2 separate regions of the Macaca mulatta genome follow, and region 1 is linked to region 2. A link is a contact called in public Hi-C data. All regions are on one chromosome and are shown on one strand. Each heading gives the region's core, a stretch centred on a gene start, on an enhancer-like site or on the middle of the called end of the contact. The rest is flanking DNA. Distances are from core to core; before and after follow the strand shown.

The links. Hi-C and Micro-C count contacts between places; a contact is called where the count stands out from the background.
Region 1: a contact with region 2 is called in a Hi-C map of fetal cortical plate, with 1.7 times the contacts expected there. The contact joins the promoter of KLHL11 here to the promoter of FKBP10 in region 2. A contact is called at or near these places in 2 of 14 Hi-C or Micro-C datasets (cortical neurons and fetal cortical plate).

What each region holds. Positions count from the first base shown.
Region 1 is chr16:66,197,496-66,200,909 of T2T-MMU8v2.0, reverse strand. It overlaps KLHL11 (kelch like family member 11), which reads left to right and starts at 1,815. Exons shown (of 4, transcript XR_013406793.1): 1 at 1,815-2,410.
Region 2 is chr16:66,140,881-66,144,336 of T2T-MMU8v2.0, reverse strand. FKBP10 (FKBP prolyl isomerase 10) reads right to left here and starts at 1,802. Exons shown (of 10, transcript NM_001260551.1): 1 at 1,492-1,802. The coding sequence starts at 1,736. P3H4 (prolyl 3-hydroxylase family member 4 (inactive)) reads left to right here and starts at 2,837. Exons shown (of 8, transcript XM_028836480.2): 1 at 2,837-3,332. The coding sequence starts at 2,871.

The sequences.
Region 1 (3,414 bases), core at 566-3,065, 57 kb before region 2:
TTTTTTTTTTTTTTTTTTTGTATTTTTTAGTAGAGACAGGGTTTCACCGTGTTAGCCAGGATGGTCTTGATCTCCTGACCTTGTGATCCACCCGTCTCGGCCTCCCAAAGTGCTGGGATTACAGGCTTGAGCCACCGCGCCCGGCCCCCTAATTTTTGTATTTTTAGTAGAGATGGGGTTTCACCATATTGGTCAGGCTGGTCTCAAACTCCTGACCTCGTGCGTGATCCACCTGCCTCGCGCCTCCCAAAGTGCTGGGATCACAGGTGTGAGCCACCTCGCCCGGTTTAATTTTGAGACAGGATCTCACTCTGTCGCCCAGGCTGGAGTACAGTGGCTCGATCTCTGCTCACTGAAACCTCCGCCTCCAGGGTTCAAGCTATTCTCCCTGCCTCAACCTCCCAAGTAGCTAGGATTACAGGTGCCCACCACCACACCCGGCTAATTTTTGTATTTTTAAGTAGAGGCGGGATTTCACCACGTTGGCCAGGCTGGTCTCCAACTGCTGACCTCAAGTGATCCGCCCGCCTCGGCGTCCCAAAGCACCGGGGTTACAGGCGCCCGCCACCGTTCCCAGCTAATTTTCGAATTTTTATTAGAGACGGGATTTTGCCATGTTGTGCAGGCTAGTCTGGAACTCCTGGGCTCAGGCGGTCCGTCCACCTCCGGCTCCCAAAGTGTTGGGATTACAGGCGTCAGCCACCGCGCCCGGCCCAAAAGTAGCTTTTAAATTATCTTTTCAACAAGTATATACTGATCATTGGCCATGAACCAAAGCACTATGCAGACGCTTGGCTTCAGTATCATCTCATTGAATCCTCATTATGAGCTTACAAATTAGGCAATATTCCCGTGTTTAGAAATTAAAATAGGGGGCCGGACGCGGCGGCTCACGCCTGTAATCCCAGCACTTTGGGAGGCCAAGGCGGGCGGATCACGAGGTCAGGAGATCGAGACTATCCTGGCTAACACGGTGAAATCCCATCTCTACTAAAAATACAAAAAATTAGCCGGGCGTGGCGGCGGGCTCCCGTAGTCCCAGCTACTCGGGAGGCTGAGGCAGGAGAATGGCGTGAACGCGGGAGGCGGAGCTTGCAGTGAGCCGAGATGGCGGCACTGCACTCCAGCCTAGGAGACAGAGCAAGACTCCGTCTCAAAATAAGTAAATAAATAAATAAAAGAAAATAAATTAGGGGGCCGGGCGCGGTGGCTCACGCCTGTAATGAGGTCAAGAGATAGAGACCATCCTGACTAACACGGTGAAACCCCGTCTCTATTAAAAACACAAAAAATTAACTGGGTGTGGTGGCGGGCGCCTGTAGTTCCAGCTACTAGGGAGGCTGAGGCACGAGAATCGCTTGAACCCGGGCAGCACGCCACTGCACTCCATCCTGGGCGACAGAGAGAGACTCCGTCTCAAAAACAAACAAACAAACAAAACAAAACAAAAAACAAAAAAACGGATAAAAAGTAACTCATTCATCCCTCATCCACCTAGCTGAGGCTAGATCTTATAAAAATCCTGTATTGCCACTCAAGGCTTTAACAACAGGTGATGGTCTAGGTGGCTTTTACTCGACAAAATGACTGCAGAGAGCATGCTACCCACTAAGGAAAGGGAGCCAGCCATCCTCGCACCGACGTCCTCGTGGGGAGGCCTGGGGCGAAGTCATCCCGACTGGGCGACAGTTACAGCCGAACCTCACCAGGGCAGGCAGGGCTGCCGGAGGCAAGGCGGCGCATGCGCGGCCCGCGGGCTACCCGGCTCCGCCCCGCGCGCACTATTTAATCCCAGAATCCCTCTGTGTCGCACCAAACGGCCGCATAGTTCCGAGGCTGCGGAGGCCGGGCGCGGTGGCGTCAAGATGGCGGCTGCGGCAGTGGCGGCGGCGGCGGCGGCGGCCGCGGCTGCATCTCTTCAGGTGCTGGAGATGGAGAGCATGGAGACGGCCGCTGCCGGCTCGGCAGGCCTGGCCGCCGAGGTCCGAGGCAGCGGCACGGTGGACTTCGGGCCTGGGCCAGGGATCTCTGCAATGGAGGCGAGCGGGGGCGATCCGGGCCCAGAAGCCGAGGATTTCGAGTGCAGCTCTCACTGTTCAGAGCTGTCCTGGCGGCAGAACGAGCAGCGACGCCAGGGCCTCTTCTGCGACATTACCCTGTGCTTCGGCGGGGCTGGAGGCCGCGAGTTCCGGGCCCACCGCTCGGTACTGGCTGCCGCCACCGAGTACTTCACGCCCCTGCTCTCGGGCCAGTTTTCCGAGTCCCGCTCGGGACGGGTGGAGATGCGCAAGTGGAGCTCCGAGCCGGGGCCCGAACCCGACACTGTGGAAGCCGTTATCGAGTACATGTACACCGGGCGCATCCGCGTCAGCACGGGCAGCGTGCACGAGGTGCTGGAGTTGGCCGACAGGTAGGCGAGGGGGGTGGGAGCACGGAGGGCGGCGGGCGCGGAGAAGGGGAGATGCTCGCCGGCGGAGGGGAGGGCAGTGCCTGCCACGGCAGCTCGCGAGTCCTGAGTGAACGCATTGGGTTCACACTCGCTGAGCGCCTACTGGGGGGCAGCCAACCGCGGTGGGCGAGGAGGATGCACCGTCAGGTCGCGCCTCGCGCCCAAGAAGCTCAGATACTAGGTGGTGGGACAAAAGTGATGGAAAGGAAAGTCAGTATGTGGTAAGCGTTGTGCTGACGTTCAAAAGGAGTGAAAGGCTAGGGATTGAATAAAGACCTTTCTGAGGAGGTGACGTTTAGACAGACCTCTGAATGTCAAAAAATAACTGACCGTGCAAAGATGGGGAATGAATATTCCAGACAGCGCAAAGGCCCTCAGGCAGGATCCAGTTTGGCTTAGAGAAGAGAATTAAAATACAGTCTAGTGACGCTGGATCTAGTGGATGAAGGGGAGAAGGATGCGTGAGATGCGTTTGAATAAGGAGCTTGAATTTCACTGAGTGTGATAGGAAACTGAGTAAATAAATGATCTGATTTAAATATTTTAATATTATTCTGCCACTGTGGTAAACGGATTGTAGGGAGCAGGAATGCTCCAGAGACTGGTTAGCAGGCAGGTAATACCGTTTATAGAGATGGAGAGGCATTTGTTTTGGCAATTATCATTTTACAGATTCCTTAACAAAAATGCCTGTTGAGCGCCGATTACGCATCAGCTCAGATGCGGGATTCTAAGGTGCTAGGGTTTCAGCAGTGATCAAAACAGACAAAAGTCCTTTTCCTTATCGCACTTACGTTGGTAGATAGACGGTAAATAAGTAAAATGTATAGCCTGTTGGATGATTGTTATCACTGATGAAAAATAAAGCATGGAGGGAGTACATAGAAAGTGCTGGGGGAGAGGAAGTGTTTGTCAAATTGCCTGGATAGAGAATGCCCTATGAAGAAGACGTTTTGCTAAGAACC
Region 2 (3,456 bases), core at 553-3,052:
ACTCCAACTAAAAAAAAAAAAGTTTTCCAAGCTCAACACTCATGAGCTGGGCTCCCAGAGTCCCCATCAGGGACAACAACCCCTAAATCCCAACCCCTGCCTCACTCCCAGCAGTCAAGTGCTCAGCGCAGCGCTTCTGGCTACTACCCTATACCTGAATTTGCCCACCAAGTGGACAGGTTTTAAGTCTGGATTGTTTCCTTCTCAGTGTTGGTATGCAGGCTTAAGCTCTGCAAGAAGTTTCTACAAGTTCAACAGCATCAGGTCATACGGTTTTCCTCAGGGTCAATGTTAATGTGTGCTGAACTGGCTGGAGGACTGCCAGGCCCTGCGAGAAGCCTACATTCATTCATCCATCTCCTTCGAGTCCTAACATCAGCCTTAGCAAGTAGGTCCTGTTTTTGGCTCCATTTCTCATATAAGGAAAGTGATGCTTAAAGAGACAAAATTCTCTGTCCATGGTCATAGCCTGGATTTGAACCAGGGTCTTGGGGCTCTTGGAGTTTGTATGCTTACCCCAATATATGCCTGCCTCTAAAGTCATGGCCACTAATTTCCTGTTGGCTGAGTTGTGTGTTTCAGAGGAGGGTCTAAGAAACACTGACTCTTTCAGTGTGCTGTGGGGTCCGTGTATAACTGGGACCCTAGGTTTACCCCTGAGGCTGGCACACAGCCCTGCCCTGTCCCCGCTAACAAAAGTGGACTTGCTGGAGCAGACCAAAGGCCTGGATCAGACCAGGAGGCCACCTCACAAACCCCAAGGGCTGGCAAAATGAGCGGCCTGCGCTTCTTTCCTGGGATACCTAAAATGGAGAGAGATGAGGGTTCCAGGAGAACCAGAGAGGGAGGTATGAAATTCCTCCGAGGAGCCCAGGGTGGCATGTCCGACTGTGTGACACGTAGACAGACAGGGCCTCCACAGGGAGCCATGCCCTACCCCCAGGTCCAGCCGGCTATCTTCTTATAATGCCCACCCACCTTTTTCCCTGCCCACCGGCTGCTGAAAACTCCCACCCCCTCCAAAAAAAGTTCTGTTCCCTCTTCTCTAACCACAAAGGCACTGAAAATGGAGTGGAACCAGAAAGGGAGTCAGGGTGGGTGGAAAGGTATGGGGTCCAGGCTGATAGACCACCCCAGGGTTCTCAAGCAGCAGGGACCACCCCCTTCCCCGCAACACTGTAGGCCAGAACACCCCTCTCCATCAGGTCATTAAATACAGCCCTGGTAACTACACGAGGCAGTTCACCTTGATTACCGAGTCCTTTCTGCGATGTGGAGAGCTTGCGAGAAAGAAATGGGATCCTTTGAGAAGTGAGGGTTTGGAAGTGGGGACAGGAGGGTATCTTTGGGGAGATGGGTGTCTGGGAGGCCCCAAGGGTGCTGTCTGGGGTTAGAGTATTGGGATGTAGAGCTTAAAAGAGGCAACAAGGAAACAGGACCCCGGGTTCAGGAGACGGAGTGGTGAATCCGGGGGCGCCCAACCGGGGTTACCTTGAGTCAAACTTCTTGCCATCTTCGAAAGTGCCGTTGTAGTGGTAGCGCACAAAATCCCCCATCTGCACTTCCCGGGGACAGGCCCTGGGGATGTGGTACCTCTCGATGACCACATCTTCCAGGGGGCCCCCGGCAGGGCTGGCGCGGCCCAGCCCCCTCCCCACGGCCTGCACCACCAGTAGCAGCAACTGCAGCAGGGGGAGCCGGAGGAGGCTGTGGCTGGGGGGGCCCGCGGGGAACATGGTGCCTGGAGTTGGGACCGACAGCAGTGAGGGCGAGCGAGGGAGCCGCCGCCAACCTCCTTCCCCCGCCCCCCGCCTCCCAGAACTAGCTCCCCCGCTTCCTGTCCTCCTCCCCTACCCCCGCCCTGGCTGGTCCACGTGGAATGGGGGCTGGGAAGACAGAGCTGGCCTGGCCAGAGGAGCAGGGGCGGGGGTGGGGGTGCAATAGGAGGAGGGGGCCAGGTTGAGTGTATTAGAGTCGGAGGGAGGCCCCACAAAGAAATCCGGGTTCCCCCTCCCCCCATCTCCATCCCTGGCTGCGAGACCTGGGGCCTGGCCAGGGAGGGAGGCTCGCGAAAGATGAGAACTCTGAGTGGACACCAAATGGAAAAAAAAAAAAAGTTCAATGTCTTTTTCCGGAGCCCCCGGGTCCTAAAGCCAGGCGGAGATGCCCCTTGCTTCTTTCGCCGGCAACTCCAATTCTGGCCCCCTCTAGGTGGGTGGCGAAGCAGCGGAGTGTGAGGGACATCTCGGTGCTCGTCCGTGACCCCAGCTGTGCTAGAAGGGAAGGCATCTCCAGGGAAGAGCAGCTTGGTCCCGCAAAAGCTGGACTGCAAGAAGGACTTTGTGACTTGGGATGTGACGGGCACGGAGACGGAGTGGGGGGTGGTGGCAGCGCAAAGTGTGCAAGTGATAGCAGGTGTGTGCCTCCGACGTGGGCGGGGGAGACACTCGGAGGGTGCAGGAGGGTGCAGGAGGGCGCAGCGACTGAAGGCCCGGCTCCAGGGCTTCCCCCTCGTTTGGGCAGCGCAGAGGCAGCCCTCACTCAGTGTCCTGATCTCAGGCGGGGGCACTGTTTGCGTGGGGAGGGGCTTCCTGGGCTCCCCATCTCTGGCGGGAAGCGCTCCCCGACTCATTCTCTGCCTAGGGGACACCCCCACGGCAGGAGCCCGGGCCGACGGAGAGGACTTAGGACACTATGGGACCCTCCGGGAAAAGAGGGGAGACGTCGTGACCCAGGCCCCGCCCCGCCTTGCCGCCCTCGTGCCCGGCGCTAAGACCCAGCGGGCGCGCGGCCCGCCCTGGGCCTGTCCCTGTCCCCTTCCGTCCGCGGGGCCGCCAGCTCAGCTCTGGAGAGCCGGCGGCGCGGCGGGCATGGCTCGGGTGGCGTGGGGGCTGCTGTGGCTGCTGCTGGGCAGCGCCAGGGCGCAGTACGAGAAGTACAGCTTCCGGGGCTTCCCGCCAGAGGACCTGATGCCGCTGGCCGCGGCCTACGGGCACGCGCTGGAGCAGTATGAGGGCGAGAGCTGGCGCGAGAGCGCGCGCTACCTGGAGGCGGCGCTGCGGCTGCACCGGCTGCTGCGCGACAGCGAGGCCTTCTGCCACGCCAACTGCAGCGGCCCCGCTCCCGCGCCCAAGCCCGACCCAGACGACGGCCGCGCCGACGAGTGGGCCCGCGAGCTGCGGCTCTTCGGCCGCGTCCTGGAGCGCGCCGCCTGCCTGCGGCGCTGCAAGCGGACGCTGCCCGCCTTCCAGGTGCCCTACCCGCCGCGGCAGCTGCTGCGCGACTTCCAGAGCCGCTTGCCCTACCAGTACCTGCACTACGCGCTGTTCAAGGTGGGAGCCCGCCCCCACCCGGGGACCTGTCTCGGGCTGGGCGTCGTGTCACTCCACCGATCGGTCGGAGGAGCGTTGCCTTCACCCGCGGCACGAAGCCAGCTCCGTTCTTACTGACCCGCTC